Regions from separate parts of the Mus musculus genome. Here all the other regions are linked to region 6. Evidence: chromatin contacts called from public HiChIP or PLAC-seq and promoter capture Hi-C data. All regions are on one chromosome and are shown on one strand. The core of a region is the stretch at or near the end of the contact, and the rest is flanking DNA. Distances in the headings are between cores, read along the strand shown.

Region 1 (3,206 bases), core at 488-2,987, 2.3 Mb after region 6:
TGGAGAAACAGTTGGTGTACTCTTCTCCAGGGAAGATTAGGGTTGAGGCCTCCTGGGCTTTTATGAGAGGGCTTGGAGGGAGGAAAGAGAAAGGAGAAATATTATCTCACAAAAATAAAAAGTAATTTAAAAAATACCCAGAGGGTTTTGAACCTACCGCTGGCTCCTCTTAAAAAGAGGGGTCAGCCGGGCGTGGTGGTGCACACCTTTAATCCCAGCACTTGGGAGGCAGAGGCAGACGAATTTCTGAGTTCGAGGACAGTCAGGGCTACACAGAAAAACCCTGTCTCGAAAAACCAAAAAAAAAAAAAAAAAAAAGAGGCATCATTTCCTCCCCTATCCAAACTATAAAAAGCAAAGCTGTATATCAAAAAAGAAAAGTGACCAAAGCAACCCTGTTGCAACCTAAATGATATAGGCTAGGTGTCCAGATCCGGTTTGTTTTTCTCTGTTCATACGCAGGAACTCTGAAGCCCACAAAGGGCAGCAGAGCAATCTCATGCCACAGACAGACCCGGCAGTTGAAGAAAAGTGTTTACTGGGGGTGAGGAAACACATGAGGCAGAGGCTCAGAGAAAAAGACCCCCCAAAACCAGAGCAGGAACTCCGGAAGCAGGAAAGCCGGGTCTCAGGAGGGTGGGGGGTGTTTAAACCCCCCTGAAGAGTCTTCCTCCCCTTGAGGGTTGGTCCACAACAGTTCTTGTCATGATCCAGCCTTGAACTTGGGCCAGTCCATCTATGATCGTCCCAACTACCTCACTAAAGTTAGCCTCTCCTAGTTGAGATATATCACTATGTGTCCAGCATATTTCCACTTGGTCAGTGCCCTTCAGTAAAGGAGCTCCTCTGCTGGAATAGTTCATCTGAAGCGATTCTGTGAGTGATTTTCTGACGCAGGGGGATGACTGTGGCCCTCTGCTGGAATAGTTCATCTGAAGCGATTCTGTAGCCGAGCCCAACACAAGGATTCAGGATGCATTGTATGAAGAGCAGTCAGTGTTCTTAACATCCCCCCGCTGACACAGGGGGATGATGCTGATTGAGTGTGGGGCAGGGGGATGTGGCTGTGTGACTGTGTGAGGCAGGGGGATGACTGTGGCCCTCTGCTGGAATAGTTCATCTGAAGCGATTCTGTAGCCGAGCCCAACACAAGGATTCAGGATGCATTGTATGAAGAGCAGTCAGTGTTCTTAACCGCTGAGCCTTCTTGCTTTGCCCTCGATGTCCTGAGATCAGCCGCCTCCCATCGCCCGTGTCGCCCCCGCCGGTGAGTAGCAAAGCCTTGAGAAATCCCCAAGGGGGCGGTGAAGCGCTGCGGTGCGTCTGGTCTGACAGGTCGCGCGATCCTGCATCGTCTGCCCTGTGGCGTCCACTGCAGGACGTTAGGAACGTCTGAGCCGTCGAGCCCCCGACCCACGGTGTGCCCTGCAGCCGGCGAGGGGCTTCTCCATCCCGGCCGCCACAGGTGAGCATCGTGGTGAGCGGGGTGACTCGATGAGCACAGACACCGACGGGACGTTTTCCACGTTTCCGTCCGGCTCTGAGGGCTCTGAGGGCGTGCAGAGCTCAGGGCGGCCACCGGCTCAGGCTCATCCAGCGAGCGACCCGCATCCCGGCGTCCGCGGGGACCCGGAGGACTCGGCCGCTCTGGCCGGCGGCGCGCGCGTCTCTATGGTGCGGCCGAGGGGCGGGGCGCCGTCGTCCGCCCGCCTACCGCGAGGCGCGCCGGGTGGAGCCGAGCCGCGGCTCGCCGGGCGGGGAGGGACGGCCGGACCGCGCTGCGTCCAGAGGGAGCCGGAGCCGGGCGAGGCGGAGGATCGAGTCCCGGGCCGGGGCTGCGGGCTCAGGGTGGACTCGAAACCTCTCAGAGCCTCACCCCTCCCTCCCTCCCTCCCTCCCTCCCTCCCTCCCTCCCTCCCTCCCTCCCCTGCCCTCCCTCTCTCGCCCTCCGACCCCGTCGACGCCGCTCTTCTCGGCTCTGCGCTTTTTCCAACCCGAAGCGAAGCGGGGAGCCGGTGGGCGGGTGGAGAGCTGAGGCCTCCTGTGCAGTTTAACAGTCGACATCGTAGAAATCCATTCTTTTTAATCTAAAACTTACTCGATCCCACGGACCTCAGAACAGCACGCGTGGAGGAGTCGGCTCAGAACAGAAACACGTGGAAACGCTTCACTGTCCATTGTATCTGTCGCCGTCACGGGCGCTCTTTCACACGCGGAGAGAGACCGGATGGCCTCAGAGTCACGCTGACGTGAAAAGAGGTTTGCGTCTGCTCCTTGTATTGATTATCAGCACCAGATCCGACATCTGCGTTTGATAGTTTGGCTCCCGACTTAAACGCGTTGACTGACACGGCAACCATAGTGTGAGGACCGGTTTGTAAAGCCGGATGAAGGCAGTTTGGGTCAGGGGGTGTTTTTGTGTGTTGTGATAATGTTGCTTGATGGTTCACTTTTTGAGACATGGTCTCTTTGTGCTCTTCCTGTTGATCTGGGAATGTTATCGGAGCTCGTGATTGTTCCCTGAGTGCTGGGACAACAGACCTGAATCCAGCACTCTGTACTCCCAAATGCCACACACACACACACACACACACACACACACACACATACACACACACACACACACATACACACACACACACACACACACACACACACACACATACACACACACACACATACACACACACACACACACACATACACACACACACACACACATACACACACACACACATACACACACACACACACACACACACACATACACACACACACACACACTCACACACACACACACACACACACACACACACACACACCGTGCAAACAACCACTGAACTGCCGAGGAGCCATTAGGTTCTGTTTAAAACGTTTCTAAGTGAAAGTGTCAGACATCCAGAAAAGTAGAGATCAGCGTGAAGACCTGTGGGCTGTTTGTCCACACGAGGGACCGGCTGCTCGTGCAGGGACCCGGGTTTAGTTCCGAGCACCCACATGGCAGCTCACAAGACTGTGACTCCTGTCCCGTCCTCTCTTCTGACCTCTACAAGCACCACAAGATGCAGGCAAACATCCAAAAACACAATAAAAATGTTAAAGCTCAGATGTGGCACAGCACTGAAGCGTTTGACAAGTGGACCGATTATTGATTTCAGTAGGCTGTGGCAGATTAGAACTCAGCTCAGAATCATGCTTGCTTATTT
Region 2 (3,385 bases), core at 339-2,838, 2.1 Mb before region 6:
AGTTCTGGCACTGGGAAGCGGAGAATGGCGGCTACTCCCGTCAGCTGGCCCAGCTGTTCCCCCGACACATGGAGACTAGAGAATATCCTTACGGTGCCCGCATTCTCCTTCACACTGTCCACTAGCCTGACATACCGGCTCCGGGTGGCCACATCCTGATGCCGGAAGAGCTCGTCACTGATGAGCAAAGTGTCTATGGCCAAGGCTTCGTTGGCCCTCTCCACCTGCTTGAGTCCATAGAACGCTCGGTCGGGCTCGTGCTGTAACATTTTGTAGAAGTCATCCAAGGCTTTTACTTCGCCCGCTGCCTTTGTGTCTGAAAGGCGGCTCGCTACAGTAGGGTCGCAGAGGGCCTCTTTCAGGGAGTACTTGTGTCCAGAGGAGGCGTGCACCTAGAATCACAATTATAAAAGACAAAGAATCTCTGAAAGTATCCATTAATCAGCCCACGATGACATTTGACAAACACATGAATAAGGCCTAACCTGTTTAAGGACTTGGACAACTTTTTAAAGTGCTAGATACTGCAGGGTTCAGTTACAATCTCATTTATAGTCCCAGCCAAGCCTTCGGCTCCTCCCCATTCTAAAACATTAGGAAACTCTCTCTGGGTAAGATTTTTACCTGAAGGAATTTGGAGCGGTTTTCCAGGAGCACTTTATTGTCCGTCTTCACAGCTTGCTGAAACATGTAATCGCAGAACTGCTCTCGCACGAATCCAGGGCTGGCCACCAGAACGCACTTTACAACCTCGAAGTTTATGTGGCGCTGGATGGCCTGGACCACCTGTTCATAGAACCGCTCCAGGGCCCGGTCATGCTGGGAGCAGTTGCCTTTCCGTTTCCTGGGGATGTTCACCTCCACCTTGGCCCGGGTAAGGGTCATGCTGGGCGTGACTAAGCAGACGTGGGCCAGGCCCTCCTGCATGACCACAGCTGCCACATCAGCGCTCCACGCCGGGTCGCAAGCCTGCTCGATGCGTTCCAGAACCACACTGTCCCACTGTTTCTTGGCCAGGGTGAACTGGCGGTTGGGCTCCAGTTCGATGGTGTGGTAAGCCCCCATCTTGACATACTCATTCTCTTGGATATTGGTCCCCTTCACCCGCAGCTGGCAGGCCTGGGAGTCGAAGTCGATGGCCTCCACGCAAAGGGTGAGGGTGGTGCGGACACGGTTGCTCCCCACGCTGCCTGTGGAGGACTCGGTCTGGACCTTGCGGATGGTGGAGGCGCGCAGGCTGTCGCCCACCTGCACTAAATTGAAGGTGTGCCACATGTCCTCGGGCTCCTCGGGGACGAGGGTGACCTGGCCCGCATTGTCCTTCTCGATATCCTTCCTCACGAGCTTCATGACCTCAGCAGGGGCTCAGTTCAGAACAGGGGACGCTAGGGGGGGGGGGGGTGTCCCCAGGAGGGGGGGCCGGGGCAGGGAAGGGGCGGCGGGCTCAGGCCCGGAAGGAAACACTACCTCTAACTCTTGCAGCTCGGGACAGCACTTTTACCCCACGCTTTTTCTCAAGTCTCCGCGCGCTGGCCCACGCGCGGCGCGGCAAACCTCACGCTCAGCACGAGTCAACTCTCGGGACTTCCAGTCGCCGGCCCCGCGAAACCGGCTGACGCGGCGATCGCGCAGGCGCAGCCCGCCTCCCGGCGCAAGTCTGTTGTGGGTCCCTACCAGAGAGGCGGGGCCTGTCGGCGGCGCGCGCACGCAGGCGCAGTAAAAGGAAAGGCTCGCCCTAGATAAACGTCAAAGGAGGCGGTCAGCGCTCTGAAAAGCTAAGCTTTTCCCGGCACATCCCTGTGTGCGAGCACATGCCAAGTACGTGAATGCAAACATATGTATTTAAGCTGGATTTATCATTCTGCACCTTAGCGTGAAGCCAGCTTCAGAACTTATATAAAAGTGAAAAGCGCCCTCAAAAGTTCAGACTTGCCCCCCCCATCCCCGGCGAAGTTCAAACTCTGCCTGGCTTTGCTCGCTCTTTCCCTACCAGCACTCAGACCGACGAGCTTGTTGGCTCAGAGAGATCCAGAAGCGGTTTCTAAGAACTAGTCACGTACAGTCTGGGCTCAGCAACGTGTCCAGCTGTTTTCTGCGCCTGTTACCCTGTTTGCACGATCCAGTTAACCCAGATGTTAAAGGACAGAGCCCAGAGAGAGCAGTGGAATGCGTGGAATGTACCCCTGGTGGACCTCTATGTAGCTTGACCTGATTGATGTCCTGGGAATCCCAGAATCCAAAGTTGGCCGACTCAGCGCAGTAGTCTCTGAGGCGTTCAGTGTGGGAGCCGGACTGCAGTAGATTAGCGCTCGATCTTCCCTGCCACTGACTAGCCAAAAGTTGAGGATATGGGAAGTAAAGATAAGCTAATCTAATATGACCACCCCAAAAGAAGAGCCAAAGAGTTGGTTGTAAAGGAAAAGAAAAGAAAAAGAAAAACAAATAAACAAAAATCCATTCCGTTTCTCCCATCCCCTTTGGTACAGTGGCGATGGAAATACAGAGAAGTCTCTTTCTGAATGAAGACAGTGGGGGGAGCAGAGAAATCCTGACCACTTAGGCTCGCTCACTGCGTTTTGTGTAAGGATTTTAAAGCAGAGCCTTAATTGAGGAGAGGAGGTTAAAGGGAGGGTTAATCGTGTTAACTGATGTCAGCCATCTTTCTTAGAGGTTGGTGTGTGTTGCGGGGGTGGTGGTGGTTGTCCAAGACTCCAGTATAAATTTGCACCTTAACTTGCTTTGTATCCTCTCTCCCCCCACTCCGCACCCCCCTCCCATCTAATTTACCATCTTCTTATCACAGAGCCTCTAACTCACATTGCTTTGTTCCTCTAAAGCCTTTCACCGAACCAGGCACGGGTCTCACTAAAGCAAGAAAGTAGACCTTCCTGGACTCTTAATGAATGAAAGGTTTTCCCTGAAATACTGTCAACTTTTGAAAATTTCTCAAGCACTTTCTCACTCTTATAAGGAAAATGCTACCCTAATTTGAAACAATAAATAAATAAATAAATAAATAAATAAAACGAAGTTAGGAGGAAGTTAACAAATGTTCTCAAAATCATGTAACTGGCATTCAGAGCCAGGCCGGATTAGCCCCACCCACTACCACCATGAACAATCCGTCCTATATACATAACCCTCTCTGCCAAGGCAAGCTATGTGCTGTTAGCCCCTGCTGCTTCCTTTGATTGACAGCTTTGCCTGTTCACTGGAATCAACCTAGAAGGTTTGGAATGCCTTGACCCCTCCCCCACACCTTAAAGTCATTACATTCTTCAGCACATAATTTTGTTTCTACCAAACTTAGGTAATCATTCATTTGGATTTTACTTTTAAAAACTGAGTGCATTTATTTCTACATCTGTTACATGGCAAACTCATA
Region 3 (3,483 bases), core at 622-3,121, 2.5 Mb after region 6:
TTGGAAGCCTAAAACAGTAAAAGAATTTTAAAAAATTGTAAAGTGTTAAAAACCTAACAGATCACACCAGCATCAGCTGGTGTATCACAAGCTATCTGAAAAGAACATTTCCCGGTGTTTCTATGAGAACAGCAGAGTGTAAAAAAATTACCTCCAGATTTTCAGGAACCTTTGGGTAAAATTAGAAATCCACCACTATAATATTTGGAATTTTCAAAAGCAGTTGGTAGTACCAGAGGATGCATAGGTGGATAGCCTCATCTAACACATTCAAAGCAACATCTAGGTGTGTTGCTTAGGGATTTGTTGCCTACAGTTTGGGAAACTTTTAAAGGTTCCCCCCCCCCCTTTGTGATCTGTCCTTGAAAACTAACTCAGAGTAAGATAGAATAGTTTGGCTAAGAAAGAGGGGGAAAGTGACATAAAGATGATTGTGTGGTTTGAATGTGACCTATCTCCCAGAGCTTCATGTGTTTGAACAATTGGTTCCTAAGTGGGGATGCAGTTTTAGAAAACTATGGAAATTTTAAGACAGGGAGCCTGTGGGAAGAATAGGGTCACTAAGGGGAGGTTTGAGATTTCATAGCTTGAACTCACTTCCTGGCTCCCCTCGGCTTCCTAACTGCAGCTGCCATGTGACCCCTCAGGTACCCGCTGCTATGTTTTCTCTGCCACCATGATGGGATGCTGCCTCTTGAACTGAAGTCAGATAATCTCTTCCTCTCCAAAGTGGAGTCTTGTTATGTATGCTGTTCATGGCAACAAGAAAAGTGATCCAACAGTAAAGAAAACATCTGTTTCTTGCTGCAGTTGAGCTGAGTTATAAACGCATCAGTCATCTGAGCTCGGGGCGCTGTAGAAAGAACAGCAAGTGCAAAGACCTGAGGGAGACATAAACTATAACAGACACGAGAAAAAGTGAGTGAGCCTAGTTAAAGAACTCGAGTTAGCCAGACTTGACGTTTAGCTAAACTCTGGAGTTAACCGGACTGCAAGAAGGCTGAGGTTAACCTAAAAATAACAGGAAAGGCTAGGCATTCGGTCGCCCATACCAAAAGAGCAGTGGCAAATCCTAAAAATGGGGGATATATAAACTTTGACCAAAATGCTAGATTTTTCCTCTATTCCATTCTGGGCAATGGAAGTGACTCCAACAGAATGCCTGCCCTTTACTAGGCCTCTAGCTCAGCTAATCACTTGTTAGCATTGCAATAACAGCTACTAGATGGTTCAATAACCACCTATGGAACACCTACTAATTTCTAGGCATGGTGATAGGTATCTTAGGTACAATATAGTACTCATTAACGTCCAAATAGATACCATTCTCAATTCACCACTGAAGAACCAAACCTCAAAAACTTCAAGTCATTTGCCCACATAAGTGACAAAGCTAAGATTTGAGGACAGCTCCTCTGGGCTCTTTCCATTTTTCTGTTACACCCTATAAAGAACAGAGTTGTCTCCTTTAACCCCAGCACTTGGGAGGCAGAGGCAGGTGGATTTCTGAGTTCGAGGCCAGCCTGGCCTACAAAGTGAGTTCTAGTACAGCCAGAGCTACAGAAACCCTGTCTCAAAAAACCAAGGGAAAAAAAAAAAAAAAAAAAGGAACAGAGTTGTGTCCAGGGAAGGGGTGAAGGGGTGTGGTGGTAGCGTCTGAGAGACAGATGAGTACCTTGACCTTTGAAGCCTTTCCCAACAGACTCTGTTTTTCTGAGAAAGTGATCATGGGATTTGGTAGTTTGCCTGTGGGCTTAGTAGCCAGCTTTGACTAAATAGGCTCAGAAGAAAATGCTCATCAGTCAAGTTTATGATCCTCATTATGATGCAATCAGAACGCTGGTGTCAAACATGATTGCCTGGGAAACTGCAGACTAGCAACATACAGAACCAAGAACATGGACTGTCATGAACATCTTTCCAATTTTCCTTTTTAATATTTTCTGTATTTTAATTTTATGCACGAAGATGAAATGATGGTTATCACGCAAGATATCAATGAACAAAAGAAATGCTGACAAGTGCTTACTGAAGACAGCTTGTGCAAGCCAGGATGCTTTGTTTGGATTTACAATGTGCTTCCCTTAAAGGGGAGAAAGTGGTTATCATGTATCCATGGCTCTGGCCTGACACACCAAAGGTCACTTTGAAACTTATTTTAAAATAGTAACTTTCTATATTCCAGCATAAATTCCCTCCCAAAATTACTACCACACGATAGTAAATGTTAAAGACTAGTTATGGGTTGCCCTGCTCAACTAGTTATTAATATACAGTTAACAAAGCTGAAGACTTAACAAGAAAGGAAGGGAAAAGTGAACATTTGGCTGCCATCCTTCAATACTGGCCTGAGGCTCAGTATCAGCTGAGGGATACTCCAAATCACTGTGTCTATATACTAAATAGTTCTCGCTTTAAAAAGTAGTGACCACGTATGAAATAGTGTGGGACCTTAATATTTTTTTGGTTTATTTTTTTATGATTCGTGTATTTGGAATGAAACAAAAATTGCTTTATTAACTTCTTGACAATCATTTAAAAACAGAAGCCACGACCTATTTTATTCATAAAGCACTGTGATAACTGCAGGTAAGCCAGATATAGTTTGTGATTAGCCCTAATCCGCACATTCAGAGAATTTCCTGAAAATGTTTTTTTAATCTGTTTTTTTTTCTGTGTCTGTCTCCACCCCACCCCTGTGTGTGTGTGTGTGTGTGTGTGTGTGTGTGTGTGTGTGAGAGAGAGAGAGAGAGAGAGAGAGAGAGAGAGAGAGAGAGATTGACTTCAAGCACACTGTATGCTTACACATGGAGGTCACAGGACAAATCATGCCCTTGCCTTCCACCTTGTTCGAGGCAGGGTCTCTGGTTATTCACTACCGCATATGCCTGGCTATTGAGCCTGAAACTTTTGAGGATGCGCCTGCTTCTGCCTCTTCTCTCACTCTGCGAGTACTGAGCTTACTGACCTGGATCTGGCTCCTGCTTCCAGCTTTTGTGAACCTGAGGATCTGAACTGGGGTCCCTCACACTTGCACTTTAACTACTGAGCCTCCCCCCACCCTGTTCCAGAATGGTTTTTGGTCTCTTCTTCCCACAAACAGAAGATCAGAGCAGCAAATAATCTCTCTTTCATGTCACTCCACAGGCTGAGTCAAAGCGCACTTGTGGCTTCAGTAGTCAGATGTTCCCACTTCAGCTCCTGTGGCAAAGCAGCAAGGCAGTCTGGGAACGTCTTGTCACTGTAGCTAAAAGATCTAGAACTGGTGACACAAACCACAACCTCAGTGTCCTGGAGAGGCCTCTGATCCCTCTGTTGGCTGACCAGACACCCTACCACCCTCCATGTCTCTCCAGCCTTTTCCAAATTGTCTGAGATGCTCGGCATTATTTCAATAAATCTCCTTTCTGTTTAAATCAGCCAGAGTTAGAGTCAGCTACAGTGAGAACTCTCTATGGTTACATCTCTGTGTTAAGTCAAAAC
Region 4 (3,487 bases), core at 84-2,583, 2.2 Mb after region 6:
CAAAGTGAGTTCCAGGACAACCAGGGCTACACAGAGAAACCCTGTCTCAAAAAAAGAAAGAAAGAGAAAGAAAGGAAGGAAGGAAGGAAGGAAAAGAAAAGAAAAAAGAAAGGAAGGAAGGAAGACTGTTATCTGTCCAAGGATGTCTTTACTTAAGATCATTCTTTGTATCAGTATATTTTCAAGTGATGGCTAATTGAAGAGTTAGATCCTGTTTTCCCAATCCCTTACTGATAGCTTTGCTTAAAGCTCTTGCACTAAACAAATATTCCTAATAAAGCTTTTTTGTTAGTTTGTTTTTTAAGAAAAAGTTGCCTGGAGATTTTTAAATTTAGAATCAGCAAATTTCTTCGAGTCTGGCTCCATCCATAATGACCTGGCCATACTACCTCAGGCCTCCTTCCTCCCTGATCATGCTTCAACCCCTTAAAGAGACATCATCTTTCCCTTGGACTGCTTGGAGTTGTAACAGAGCCTTGACCTTTGCTTGTACTTAGCAAGTACCTATTTAAAACTCCAGATTTGGAGCTCTGGCCATATGGATAATGTCCTTGTGGAGAGATCTGCCCCCCCCCCCTTGCTCTGAGCTCACCCTCATACTGAGGGCAATAGGCAGCACAAAGAGGTCTGCTTTACTACCAAGAGTGTCTTGTGGACAGTCTATAATCTGGATGCAATACTATTTTTAGGCAGGGCAAAGCCAGGAAGATGGTGAAGCACATCTTTAATCCCAGCACTAGGGAGGTAGAGGCAGACAGATCTCTGAGTTCGAGGTCAGCTGGGTCTACAGAGCGAGTTCCAAGACAGCCAGGTTTACACAGACCCTGTTTCAAAAACAAACTAAACAAAACAAAACCCAAAAAAACTCAAACCTCAGATTTTAGTGGAAGTATTTTCTCAGACTCTATTCTCTCATAGATCGCTGTGTTTTTTAGTTTAGGAACACTCATAACTAATAGAATATTTTGTCCCCCCAGTCATTCTCCAATCCCCATCCTGACCCCAGTGAATTGGGCTAATCCGCAGCGTATTTTGCTGACGTCGTACGCATGTCTAATGGCAATAGATTAAGAATTAGAAGACATTTTCTGGCACCTCTTAAAACAAGTGGTCTTTGTCTTCGATTACTTTTAAAGAATTTTAAAGCTCCGCTAACACCTATCCTGTGACAGTGTCGCCTGGTAAAACTGGTCTATAACCCTAATCCCCACGGAAACTCGGCGCTTCCGTGCCGACACTGAGCACCCGATACGTGGAGACCAGAGTCCAACCCGGAAAACCGGTCTTTTCCGGAACTGCTCTTTGCAATGGAAGAGGCGGGACTTCCGGCTTCGCTTTTCCGGAGACCGCCCCTTCCTCTCGGTGCGGGAGGCTCCAACTGCTGCCTCGCTTTGTGTTTTGTTTGTTTGTGTTTTGTTTGTTTGTGTTTTGTTCCTCGCGTCGCCGATGCTGCCCCAGAGGACTGGACCGGTGTTTCAACCGAAACACTTCTTGTATCCGTGTTTTTCCGTAGATGTGATTATTTTTCTTCCTCAAGAAATGCTTCTCGGTAGTTAATACATTACGGAAGGAACCGTGGAGAAGCGCTACGCAAACAGCACAGTTCGTGCCACTTGAGCAAAATAGAGGTCGGTCGGAGGCCGAGGTTGCCCTCCCTTCCAGGTGCAGAACAACTTCGCAGCCCACAGCCGCCGGTGAGTGTTGCAAGTTTGGCGGTGGTCTTGCTGAGGGTGTTTTCCCGCCCCCTTCTCTTTCCCCGGGTTTGTTTTGAAAAAAAAAACGAGCCTTCAACATGCAGAGGAGGGTTTTCGGTTCGTTATCCCCCAGACCTAACGTGTTGAATGGTGAGAGTGCAAACGTGAATAAAACGATGCAAAGCACCAATTTGCTCTTAAAATACCAGGTAGAGCTATGCGTGTGTGCACATACGTCTCTTCGTCTGTAATCACGGTGTTTGCTTATTGGCGTTGCAAGGATTTAAACAAGTGACGTAAAGCAGTTACTGTGGTCTTACCTGTGGGAAGTTAACCCGTGACGGCAATATAGAGATGCACTGAAGACAGACGAAATGGGAGAAAGATAGTTGTAGTAAATAAGAGTTCAGCTTCCAACAAAAGGAGATAAAGGGCCAAATTCAAGCGAGATTTTAAAAAGCAATAGAAAGCTAGTTACAGGCAGAAAGCATCGTGATGACAGTGGTGTCATCAACGCATATCGTGAACTCAAGGGGAAGAATTTAAATATTTATTCTTTCTGTATTTGATGAAAGTTTATTTGTCCAACAGCTTTCTTTGCCTAGTACTATTTGAGGTCCCAGTGATACATTTGTAAATAAGACAGGAGAGATCTGTTTTGTCTGAGTTTCTATCCTGGTGGGAGGTACTGATAAAGTCTATGAGGACAAAAGATATGTTAGGATAGCAATTATGGATGGAGTAGTTTAGCTTAGGTGATAAAGTTGGGCCTTGGTGCAAGTGGTATTTGTGTTGAGATGTGAGTTCTGATGAAGAGTTTGTGATATGATAAGCAAGGAGACGACAAGCTAGACAGAGAGAGCAGGGCAAAGTTCCTGAGATGAGAAACACCTTCTTTCAAGAGCAATCTCTACAAAGCCAGTGTGATTAAAATGATCAGAACAAGGGAATTAGGAAGTGACATTTGGAGAAAGTGGTGGGCTAGCCTGTGTGGCCTCTGCAGGCTGTAGTGTAGGACTATTGATCTAATTCTGTGTGCAAATAACTAGGATTAATGGGCTCCAGCTAAAGAATGGATTTAGGGGATGCTGCAGAAATCTGCTTTTGGTGGGAGTGCTTTTGTTATAGTTTAATCAGATTCTGTTTCTCTATGGAACAAAGACATAGAAGTCTATGCTGCTACCGGTAGCCTGAATTGTGCGTACCTTATTTGCATATTTAAAAATAAAAAAAAAGATGAGGATGAAAGTAACCATCGTTATTAGGTAAGGTCTTGAAGAGTCTTTGATTTAAGTAATCAATAAGAATGATTAAAGTAACAACAGAGATGGCAGTAGAGAAGAAACCCTTACTAACTGTCTTAGTTAGGGTTTTACTGCTGTGAACAGACACCATGACCAAGGCAAGTCTTATAAAAACAACATTTAATTGGGGCTGGCTTACAGGTTCAGGCCATTATCATCAAGGTGGGAGCATGGCAGTATCCAGGCAGGCATGGCGCAGGAGGAGCTGAGAGTTCTATGTCTTCATCCAAAGGCTGCTAGTGGAAGACTGACCTCCAGGCAACTAGGGTGAGGATCTTATACCCACACCCACAGTGACACACCCATTCCAACCAGGTCATACCTATTCCAACAAGGCCACACCTTCAGATGGTGCCACTCCCTGGTCCAAGGATATACAAACCATCACACTAACCTAAAGTGGGGTTGGAGGAGGATGGAGGGAAGAGTTTGGGAGAGGGGACAATCTACAACTTAGTCACAGACCAAGTAGGTCTAGTAGGATGAGGT
Region 5 (3,303 bases), core at 774-3,273, 2.2 Mb after region 6:
AAAGAAGACAGTAAAGAGATTAGAGTATACTCTGGGTTGGAATCCGCTTCTCTACCTTTATCCAGATGTGTCCTTCTCAAATCACCCAGCTTCTCTGTCTTTAAGGTCAGAATTATAGTAAAAACCTACCTCATAAAGGTCTGAGGATTAAAGTAGCAAAGTGCCCTGATCACTGGTTTGTAGAGAGGATTAAAGAACTCAAGATCCTGGTGAGTTACTCCATTCACTTTGTTATTTTTCATGGCCCACTGCTTTGCATTAAACAGAGTAAGTCAGCTAATACTTTTTGACTGAACACTTAAATAACTAGGGCTGGGTATCCTGAGGCCATTCCACAATATATTTCTGAAACAGTTTCCAGACTCTTCCTTTGAAAATAAAAACTTTGTATAGCCTCGTAGAAAACTGGCCCTATCTGTTTGCTTATACTAGAATAATCCAAAACTGTCCCTTCAATAAATTAAAAAAAAAAAAAAAAGAAAGAATGAAAATGGAGCTGGGGTGGTAGCTCATGATTGTAAATGCCAGCATCGGAGAGGTTAAGGCAGGAGGAGCAACTCAAGTTCAAAGCCAGCCTAGGCTACACATAGAAGTTCGTTCAAGCCAGCCAAGGCTACAGACCGAGATCTTCCTCGTCTCGAAATAAAAAAGTATAATAAGAATAATAAAGTAAGAAAGGAAAAATAACCAAGATTTGCCCAAAAAAGGGGGTTCAGTGGGCAAGCAAGCCCCATGCCTCCAAAGTTTTCTAAGGACTGCACACTACCGTAGGACAAATAAAGGGCACCTGCAAGCATAAACAAAGTCATGCTTTTAAAAGCTAGGCATACCAACAAGGACACAATACCCTATCCTGGCAGGCAGCGTGACCTCTCCCAAAGCCACTGCAGCCATGGCTCCTGTCACAGGTGCTGCCCCTCCCTCAGCAACTAAACTGCCACCCTCTGGCACGTGCAGCTGGACCGCTATTTATAACCTCCTGTGGAAGCCCATTGGCTCTGGCTACATAGTAGTTATTGTGCCTCTCAAGTTTGAACCAGCTCTGGCCAGAACTACACCCTGACCTCTAATAGAGCCCACCGTGACTTACCAATCCAAACCCCTTTTTCTCAGTATTCAGAAACTACCACCAGTCAGCCCGGACCTACAGTCACATCTTTTCCTATACACCTAACTGGACACCCCGCCTGAACACTCTCAAAGTTCAAGTACAACTTAGGAGCGCCCAGCTGTCATTCTTCTAGGTAAACCATTCATCGAAAGTCCTCTACGACCTCTCTTCCAGTCCCTCTAAGGGCCAAAATGACTACGTACAACTTTTGCAGCCCTTGCCCCCACCCCACCCCCACCCCAGGATCCAAGATCTGCACCTGCACAGCTGTCACTTGCTTACTTTGTCTTCTGCCGGGACTCCGTTCCCACCTCTACCCTCTCACTCCTTTCCATGTCACCCCAATAGAACGCACACACAAAAGGAGCCCCGAGGCATATACCGCATTCCTTCTCCGTCAGTCTCCTGCAGGAGCCTCTGCGCCCCACTTGCTAGACACAGCCGACCCCGCCCCCCTGCTGCTCTCTCTCGGGTCCCCTTCGCCGAGGGACCGGGGATCTGCGCTGGCTGCCCGCCTTTTCCAGCAGCCCCTAGGCGCTGCAGGGCTGGTTGGCTCACCTGGACCGGCAGGCGGGACAGATGGCGACCCCGGGCTGCGAGCAAACGCCACGCCGAGCTAGCAGACCCGGGGTTGGCCCGCGGCGTTGTGCCTCCAACCCGGAAGAACAGCCCCAACTTTGAGGCGGCGGCGGCGACCACGTGACACAGGGCTGCCTAGACCCGGACCCGCGCCCCCTTTCGGCACCCCTTCTCCCCCTCCCCGAGCCTCCTGCCAAACCCGCTTGGCCCGATCGCCAGTCTGCAAAGGAGAAAAAGACTCCACCAGATGCACGCTTACAGCGCAGCAGCTGGTCCCCTCCGGGTGGCCGCTGAAGCCCCTTTGTCTCTGCCAGGGCCCCAGGCCCGCAGCCCCGCCCCCTTGCTCTTGCTCAATCGGCCTCTGTCAATCAAACCCGATGCCAAGCACTGCAACTCAAGTTTTTAGGAATTCGTACCTCTTCTTTCCCCCCAGGAGACTAAGTTACAAAGTGTGATTTCCTCACCGGTCTCCCAGCAGAGCAAATAAACGGATACTATAACTCCACTCTTGGGCCGGACTTTTCCTCTAACTCTCTAGGAAAAAAAAAAAAAAAAAATCCGAACTTCTGTAACTGGAGAAGACTTAGGCGGGAGGAAGCCGAGGGCGGGAATGGGGGCGTTGTTTTTCCATTCTGGACGGGGGTGGGGTTAAATTCCTCACAAACGAAGTCAAGGCCTGAAAATGAACACACACATGTGCATATTTGGCTTCAACAGCGAGGCCAGCCAAGAGGAAACCCTGCGCTACTATTAACATAGGCAGTGTCTAGAATGTAATTGTAGTTGACGTCCCTGTTAAGGTTCCTGATTAAGGAAATCAAAACATAACGACCTAGTTATTGGTTAGTGATTAGATTCTGTTACTTGCTCTGCAGGTACACTGATTAAACTTACCCAGCGCTGAGTCTAAAGGAAACGTCAGTGTAAGATTGTTTGTTTGCTTGCTTGCTTGCTTTTAATTTTTTTTTTAAGATTTATTTATTTATTATATGTAAGTACACTGTAGCTGTCTTCAGACACTCCAGAAGAGGGCGTCAGATCTTGTTACAGATGGTTGTGAGCCACCATGTGGTTGCTGGGATTTGAACTCCTGACCTTCGGGAGAGCAGTCGGGTGCTCTTACCCACTGAGCCATCTCACCAGCCCCTTGCTTTTAATTTAACTGAAATATTTTAACAGGCAGAAGAAAAAAAAAAAAAACAGACATTCAGTATCTTTTAAAAATAAGTGAACCACAGAGAACCCCTTATTTAGAGAATGCCTTGTGTTTTATACAGCAGAAAGGGTCATTGGGCTACTGGACTCCGCACAGCAATCTGGAGTAAACTCTTCCGGTGGCAGAAGAACTGGAAGGCAGGAAAGGACTCGGCCCGGTGTTTTAAAATAATAATCGTAAGTCAACAGATAGTAATACTGCAGGTACAATGAGGCAAGTCCTTAACCATTTTAAACTCTTTTGTGCTGCGGACTGTGTGGTAAGTAGTTCGGAGTTCACGTGCAAGGCTTTTCTACAATCAGCAAGTCTAGCCTTGAAGGGCATCTGCCTTCATACTCTATGTTTTCCAATGCTTTCTTTCTTAGTGTTGTTTTTGTTACTCCCCCTCCCCTCATTT
Region 6 (3,142 bases), core at 522-3,021:
AGTTAAGAACTACTCTTCTAGAGAAGACTAGGGTTTGATTCTCAGCATCCACATGATGGCTGACACTGTTTGTAACTCAGGTTCTAGGGATCCATTGCCCTTCTCTGGCTTCCATGGGCACCAGGCACACATGCGATACAGACCTACATGCAGGCAACACCCACCCCCACCCGCACACAATGTATTGGCATGCTGTGGCATGCATTCGTGGAGGCTGAGATAGAGGAACTGCATGACTCCAGGGCCTGGGGGCTAGCCTCAGCAACACAGCCAAATTATGTCTAAGACACACCAAACAAAAAACTCCAGAAAAGACCTGTCCCCTGGAGAGATGGCTCAGAGGTTAAGAGCACTGACTGTTCTTCCAGAGGTTCTGAGTTCAAATCCCAGCAACCACATGGTGGCTCACAATCATCTGTAATGAGATCTGATGCCCTCTTCTGGTGGTCTGAAGACAGCTACAATGTACTCATATATAATAATAATAATAATAATAATAATAATAATAATAATAATAATAGACCTGCCCCCACCTCAGGCAAGCATTCCATCACAACTAGTATTTGCTGTGTTACACAGAGACACTATTATCTTCATAGAGACCTCAAACAAAAAGGTAAAAATTGCTACGGGTCGCGTTTAATGCCCTCAGCGTAAATGACATGACTTTTCTTCTTCTCCATGTATAAGCCCACAGTTTTCCAGGAATCTCACCTGCAACCCCATTTACAACAAAAGGAAATGTCTTAACTATCCGGTAGAACGCTTGCAGTCCATGTTTTGATCTTATCAGACTGTAACTCCACGAAAGGCGCCCCTGTAGCCACCCTACAAAAAGGAGGGATGGGGGGAGGGGCTCTTAGCAGCCCCTTTGAGTTGTAACTTGGGAGCCACCAAAATGGTCTTTATGGTTACTGTTAAAACACAGCTCTGAAACCCATGCACCTGGTCTTGGATGTGTCTTATTGTTATTAGCCCTCATATTTAAATCTACTCTGAGAAAACCCTCTTTTTAATTAACTCCAGCTCTGCTTCATACCACATCATTCTTTAATTCCTTCCTTCAGTTTTACCTGAGTGGAGGTTCCTAAGGGACAAAGGGCTACTAAGTAGGGCTTGCTGAGTGCCCCGGATTTAAGGCTCACTAGTTTTAACCTAGACGCCTTTCCCGCTGAATAGGAAAACAATTGTTTTGAACTATCTCAATTTATTTGATAGGAGAGTAAGAAACTTCAACCTCCGGCCCCGCGTGGGTAAGAGATAACATTGTATTCCACAATGTTTGACAAAGATGAATGGCCTTCTGCCATTTACACAGAATCCCCTTAACTTAGTTTTTGTTTGGTGAGCTCTTTGGCGCCAGGAGAGCTGTTGCCGCAAGCAAACAAAGGGAAACACACTGTGGGGCCTAGGGACTCTGAAATCTTAATCCGGAGGGAACTGGCCAAACCTTCAGAGGGGGAGGGTATGCACGACTAATAGAAAGCTCTGAGAAACATTAATTTAAGTACCGGGCTTGGGGGCACTGAATAGCGCCCTCGGTCTGGTAAGAAGAAACCTTTGCACATCCAAAGATGTATAGGAGCAGAACTATCCGGTCCTTTTCACCTGTCACATCAAAGTAAATGTGTGAACCCATCCAACGGATGGAAAGAACACTCTGTGGGGAGTTGCAACCCCTCCGGGAGGTGATGGGGTACACACACCTGGCTGGCTCCAGGAGCTAGGTCCCTCCCCAACCTGTGTTAGCCAGAGGGTGGGGGCGGGAGAGGATTCGGCGCCGAGGTTGCACAGCACATCCGGGCGCGCCGGTAGCGGGCTGCGGGCTGCATAATTGATGGAAGGCCGGCGCAATTGCGCTGGGAGCGTCTCGGGGGTGGAGGCCAGGGCGGCCGGGCCCCTCCCACTCGGTTTATTCTCGAGTGTCCTGTCCCCAGGACTGGCAGTGGGCGCCCAGTTACCAGCAAGTGTACACAGGGACCAACGGAGACGGATCGCAGCGAGCTGAGGGTGCCTTAGCGACCTCCTGGACAGACCCGCCCGCGCCATGCGCTCGCACACTGGCCTGAGGGCGCTTGTGGCGCCTGGTTACCCGCTCCTCCTTCTATGTCTTCTGGCGGCGACGCGCCCTGATCCGGCTGAGGGCGATCCCACAGGTACCTGGGGGGTTCGGGGGGCTGGCGCGGGGAGGGCTCTGGGTTCACCGGAAGAGGCTCAGTGGCGGCGACCCTCCAGCCCGACGACATCCCTTGCCGCTCGCGCAGGGGCCGCGGGGATGCAGGCGCAGGCGGCTACGGAGCGGAGAGGGGGGTGGCCTTTCATTGGCTGGGCGCGGGTTACCCAAGGAGGAAACGTGGGAGCCCGGGTGGCTCCGCATCCGCCGGGTATAGGGATGATCCCGTCCCAGTAAAGCTCAGTTTGATCCTGGGAGCTGGTAGTGAGACAGGGTCGGATTTTTCCTAGGAAGTGGGCAAATAGAGTGCGTGGGTTTGTGCGGGGGAGACTGGGGGCTTCTGCTAGTGTGGCATGATTATGAGTCCACATTCCGCGAGGCCGGCTCCCTTCATTAGAGCCACAGCGAGGCTCTCGTATCACCTTTCCTCCTGGCAGGTGTTGAAATTGAGTATGATTTTTAGAGCAGAGGGTAAAAATCGCGATAGCCAGCCAACTCAAACAAGCCCAGATAAGAAAATTAGACGTGTGTGTTGTCTTTTCATAACAATCTTTATAAAAACAAAACATTTTTCAAGGGTGTTGGGTTGCGTGTTTACGGCATGCGGACAGAAGGATTTCCGTGAAAAACATTACCGGGTCAAGATCTATTTTGCCACCTTAACTCACCTTTTTATACTTTATGTGTTGCAAGCGATCCAATGCTTTTCAGTGCAAGTTCCTGTGTCTGTGGCAGGTTAGCTCCCATTTAAGTCACCACTAACTTTCTTAAGCAGTTGAAAGACTGGCTTTACTGGGAACTAAATCCAGACATTATTCCACACAAGGTTTTGCGCTATTATAAATTATTTCCATGAGGTTATAGCATGTAGATTGGTTAAACATAGTATAAAAGAAAATGGTCAAAAGGACACACACACACACTGTTAACTTGGATTCTTCTAGTCCCTAGATTTTCTTGTTCCACATG
Region 7 (3,084 bases), core at 288-2,787, 2.8 Mb before region 6:
GCTCTACTACTGTCTGCAGAAAAGCCCCCGCCCCACCCTTTCTGCAACTCTGGAGTGCTGGGATTAGAGTTTATGTGCCCGAGGAACGTTTTATTAGGTGCTGGAGACTGAAGCCAGTACATCATGAACTCTAGGCACTCTCTGTACCAACTCAACTCTATCCCCAGTCCCTGAGGCCTTTTACAAATCTCCTGACTTTACTAAGGGCAACCTTTTCTTTCCCACAAAACAACCACTACTTAAAACTGCATCAAAATTTGTCTCCAAAAGTTCCAACCAGCTCACTTTAACTCTGTATTCCCTCTGTATTGAGCTTAACACTAATTTAACAAGCATTTTGATAGATACTAGTTCCCTTTTTCTTTCTTAAAGGTATTTAATGGTTTGGTCTTGTTTGAGACAGGGTCTCTCTAAGTAGCTCTGGCTGTCCTGGAACTCACAGAGATCCAGCCGCCTCTGGTTCTGCCTCCCCAGAGCTGGCTGGCATTAAAGGCTTGTACCAGTGTGCCAGACTTTTCCTTTTTTTTTTTTTTTTTTTTTTTTTTTGTACCACATTCTTCCCACCCCTTACAGACCCATCCTCACTGTGAACATTGAATGTAGTCTCCACAGCATGCAGCTGTCAATACAAGGCCACTCTTCACAGGAGCAAACTTCGAAACAAGTGATAAAACCCAGTATCTTATACACCCAGGAAAACAGAGACTACGTAAAATAGAGCAATGCTGCGGAGGGGGGCGGGGGGGAAGGGAGGGGGCAGTCACCACAAGAAACCTTCCGGCATCTAGGGCTACATAGTGTGATCTGTCTCAAACAAACAAACGAAGTAAACAAATCAAAATAAAAGCCACCTTGCTGCCTGAGAGCGTAGCTCCGTGGTGGAACTTAAGACTGGAACGCACTGGTTAGAAAGACAAAAAACAGGTACGCTGTAACCTTCCGATGGATATTGCTATAAACTCTGAAGTCCTGAGAAGTTTTCCTCTTATGCACAATGATGAATACAACAACCTTTCTGTTTGGAAGCCCAGCCGATATTAACTAAAGCCAGGGAAAGGATAGCAGGGATTTACCCTTTCAGGCTGGAATGGGGCAAGCAGGTGACAAGCGGAAGGGATGTAGGACATTGGGAGAGAGGTCGCCCAGACTCCTCCCCTTCTCAGGAGCCACGATCCAGTTCACAGCTCCTCCGCACAGACCCTCGCCCGTCCGCAGCTGCAGAACCCCAGGCCCCGCAGGCGCCTCGCCGGAAACCAGCGTCGGTCCCCGCATCCCGAGGAAGGGTCAAGGGAGGACGCGTTCCCAAGGCCGCCTCCGGGGCCCAGCCGGCCCAGCCTCCCCCAAAGTGGAGCGACCTGGGAACCCTGAATGAATAGCTCGACAAGGCTGACAGTTATGTTACCTGGATGGAACTCTACAGACGGAAACGGCAGCTGTAGCCATTGCCCTTCGCCCCAACATCGCCTGTCTCAGCGACACTGACATTGAGACCGCCGCCATCTTCCTGTAGGCAAACGCCAGGATGCGAGTACGGATCCCCGCTAGGGACTCACTTCCTCCGTTCTCAAAGCAATGCGGCCGCAGTGAAACAGAGGCATGTTCTGTTTGTTTTCCTTTTGCGATTGAGGACCTAGAAAAGAAATTAAAGTTCTAGCTGAAAGAACTAAAGAGGGAAATGGATGAAAGGACTCAGTGAATGCAAATGATGCCTCTATAGAAAGTAATCCTTGTTAGTAAGGTTGGTCATTTACATTGAGGCTGAGAAGCCCAAAAGAAAACGCTTCGAAAAATGTAAACACCTGTAACTCATAATTTTTCAAAGAACTCGGAATATCTGAGGCTGGGCCCACTGGAAGAGCCGGAGGGCTTCTTGAGTCTTTGAGAAACTAAAGTAGTACTTTCCCAAAGTGTTGCCAGATTCCGTTTGCAAGCCTTCAGAACAGGCTGCACTCAGTTTGATGGTCTGTAGTTATAATAATCATATTTTCCACACTAAAAAGCTAGCCTCGCAAAAAAAAAAAAAGGAAGAAAGAAAGAAAGACCATATGGATTTACATGAAATCTAGTGGGGGCTGGGGATGTAGCTCAGTTGGTAGAGTGCTTGCCTACCTAGCATACAGGTACCAAAGGCTTGGTGATCTGCTCTTATAAGCCTTTGATTTGAGGTTGAGGGTAGAGTATGGAAGGTTGTCACTGGAACTACCAAGCAAACACCTCGCCCCCCCCCCCGCGCCCCACCCGGAAAAGGGGCGGAGCCATCTTGATTATTCTTCCTATCTCCATCATCCCTTCCATTTGTCACCCATTCCATTCCAATGGCCATTAAAAGTAACAAAAAGCAAAGATTATAAACGATAACCAGGTTTAAGTGTCCTATCTAATCGCACCTGGCTCCTCAGTGCTTCAACAAACCTTTTCTTTTCTTTTCTTTTTGTTTCCAAGTCTGCGATGTCAAATCCAGGGACAGGTGTGCAGTTCATCACTGATCTACATTCCTAGCTTCTTTGTTTCTTGTAAGAGACAGTATCTCTCGATGTTATCCAGGCTAGACTTCAACTTACCACCCTCCTTCTTCAGCCTCCAGAGTATTCACAGACCTTTTCATCCACTAATGTCTTCAACGTTGTTTCTCAAACGATACCCCAACACTGATGGGAGAACATTAGTTTTCATATTGATATAGCGTTGGCCTGGGTATTCACAATACCTGTCATGATTCTTTCTTAATGTACTTATTTATGTATGTATGCATACAAATGGGTGCCACGGCACATGTGGAGGTCAGAGAACAGCTTTCAACAGTCAGTTTTCTCATTCTAACTAATGTCATAGGTTTGGTGGCAAGTACTTTACCACTGAGCTGTCTAGCGGAGCCTCTTAGGGTGGTCCTTGGTTGCTCTTTTTGCCTCCATCTTTGAAATGTATTTAGAATTTGATTATGTTCCCTGCCTCTCCTAGTAGGACTCTGATCCAAACCACAGTCCCCCTCTGCAGGGATGTTTGCATTTGCCCAATCTGCTTCAGCTCAGCAATCAAAACTATGGGGTCAGAAGTCACACATTCCCCTCTTTTCTACTAAACACC

What was found. Promoter capture Hi-C pulls out the DNA fragments that hold promoters and counts their contacts. HiChIP or PLAC-seq counts read pairs in DNA pulled down with a chosen protein or histone mark.
Region 1: a contact with region 6 is called in an H3K4me3 HiChIP or PLAC-seq map of embryonic stem cells, with 5 read pairs. The contact joins the promoter of Tmem267 here to the promoter of Emb in region 6. A contact is called at or near these places in 1 of 39 promoter capture datasets (hippocampal neurons), 2 of 115 datasets of contacts at active chromatin or transcription factors (both in embryonic stem cells) and 1 of 9 other capture datasets (embryonic stem cells).
Region 2: a contact with region 6 is called in an H3K27ac HiChIP or PLAC-seq map of embryonic stem cells, with 13 times the contacts expected there. The contact joins the promoter of Pelo here to the promoter of Emb in region 6. A contact is called at or near these places in 2 of 39 promoter capture datasets (embryonic stem cells and pre-B cells) and 2 of 115 datasets of contacts at active chromatin or transcription factors (both in embryonic stem cells).
Region 3: an H3K27ac HiChIP or PLAC-seq map of epiblast stem cells shows a contact between it and region 6, with 7 times the contacts expected there. The contact joins the promoter of 1700074H08Rik here to the promoter of Emb in region 6. A contact is called at or near these places in 2 of 115 datasets of contacts at active chromatin or transcription factors (epiblast stem cells and stem cell-derived neural progenitor cells).
Region 4: a promoter capture Hi-C map of embryonic stem cells shows a contact between it and region 6, with 6 times the contacts expected there. The contact joins the promoter of 4833420G17Rik here to the promoter of Emb in region 6. A contact is called at or near these places in 3 of 39 promoter capture datasets (embryonic stem cells, hippocampal neurons and pre-B cells), 4 of 115 datasets of contacts at active chromatin or transcription factors (acute myeloid leukemia, embryonic stem cells and epiblast stem cells) and 2 of 9 other capture datasets (embryonic stem cells and macrophages).
Region 5: a contact with region 6 is called in a promoter capture Hi-C map of pre-B cells, with 2.8 times the contacts expected there. The contact joins the promoter of Nnt here to the promoter of Emb in region 6. A contact is called at or near these places in 7 of 39 promoter capture datasets (the 3T3-L1 cell line, the C10 cell line, cranial neural crest and 4 more) and 4 of 115 datasets of contacts at active chromatin or transcription factors (embryonic stem cells, stem cell-derived neural progenitor cells and thymic regulatory T cells).
Region 7: a contact with region 6 is called in a promoter capture Hi-C map of embryonic stem cells, with 4 times the contacts expected there. The contact joins the promoter of Ndufs4 here to the promoter of Emb in region 6. A contact is called at or near these places in 2 of 39 promoter capture datasets (embryonic stem cells and pre-B cells) and 1 of 115 datasets of contacts at active chromatin or transcription factors (epiblast stem cells).

What each region holds. Positions count from the first base shown.
Region 1 is chr13:119,486,736-119,489,941 of GRCm38.p6, forward strand. Tmem267 (transmembrane protein 267) reads left to right here and starts at 1,738. Exons shown (of 3, transcript NM_001177666.2): 1 at 1,738-2,259. It overlaps 3110070M22Rik (RIKEN cDNA 3110070M22 gene), which reads right to left and starts at 1,649. Exons shown (of 1, transcript NR_027974.1): 1 at 522-1,649.
Region 2 is chr13:115,088,570-115,091,954 of GRCm38.p6, forward strand. Pelo (pelota mRNA surveillance and ribosome rescue factor) reads right to left here and starts at 1,589. Exons shown (of 2, transcript NM_134058.3): 1 at 625-1,589; 2 at 1-392. The coding sequence starts at 1,350. The region is part of intron 1 of Itga1 (integrin alpha 1); the gene reads right to left.
Region 3 is chr13:119,678,171-119,681,653 of GRCm38.p6, forward strand. It overlaps 1700074H08Rik (RIKEN cDNA 1700074H08 gene), which reads left to right and starts at 1,872. Exons shown (of 3, transcript NR_138420.1): 1 at 1,872-2,109; 2 at 2,546-2,589; 3 at 3,148-3,412.
Region 4 is chr13:119,461,426-119,464,912 of GRCm38.p6, forward strand. 4833420G17Rik (RIKEN cDNA 4833420G17 gene) reads left to right here and starts at 1,334. Exons shown (of 13, transcript NM_001113550.1): 1 at 1,334-1,694.
Region 5 is chr13:119,407,234-119,410,536 of GRCm38.p6, forward strand. It overlaps Nnt (nicotinamide nucleotide transhydrogenase), which reads right to left and starts at 2,024. Exons shown (of 17, transcript NM_001308506.1): 1 at 1,670-2,024.
Region 6 is chr13:117,218,802-117,221,943 of GRCm38.p6, forward strand. It overlaps Emb (embigin), which reads left to right and starts at 1,772. Exons shown (of 9, transcript NM_010330.4): 1 at 1,772-2,156. The coding sequence starts at 2,048.
Region 7 is chr13:114,386,557-114,389,640 of GRCm38.p6, forward strand. It overlaps Ndufs4 (NADH:ubiquinone oxidoreductase core subunit S4), which reads right to left and starts at 1,538. Exons shown (of 5, transcript NM_010887.2): 1 at 1,403-1,538. The coding sequence starts at 1,500.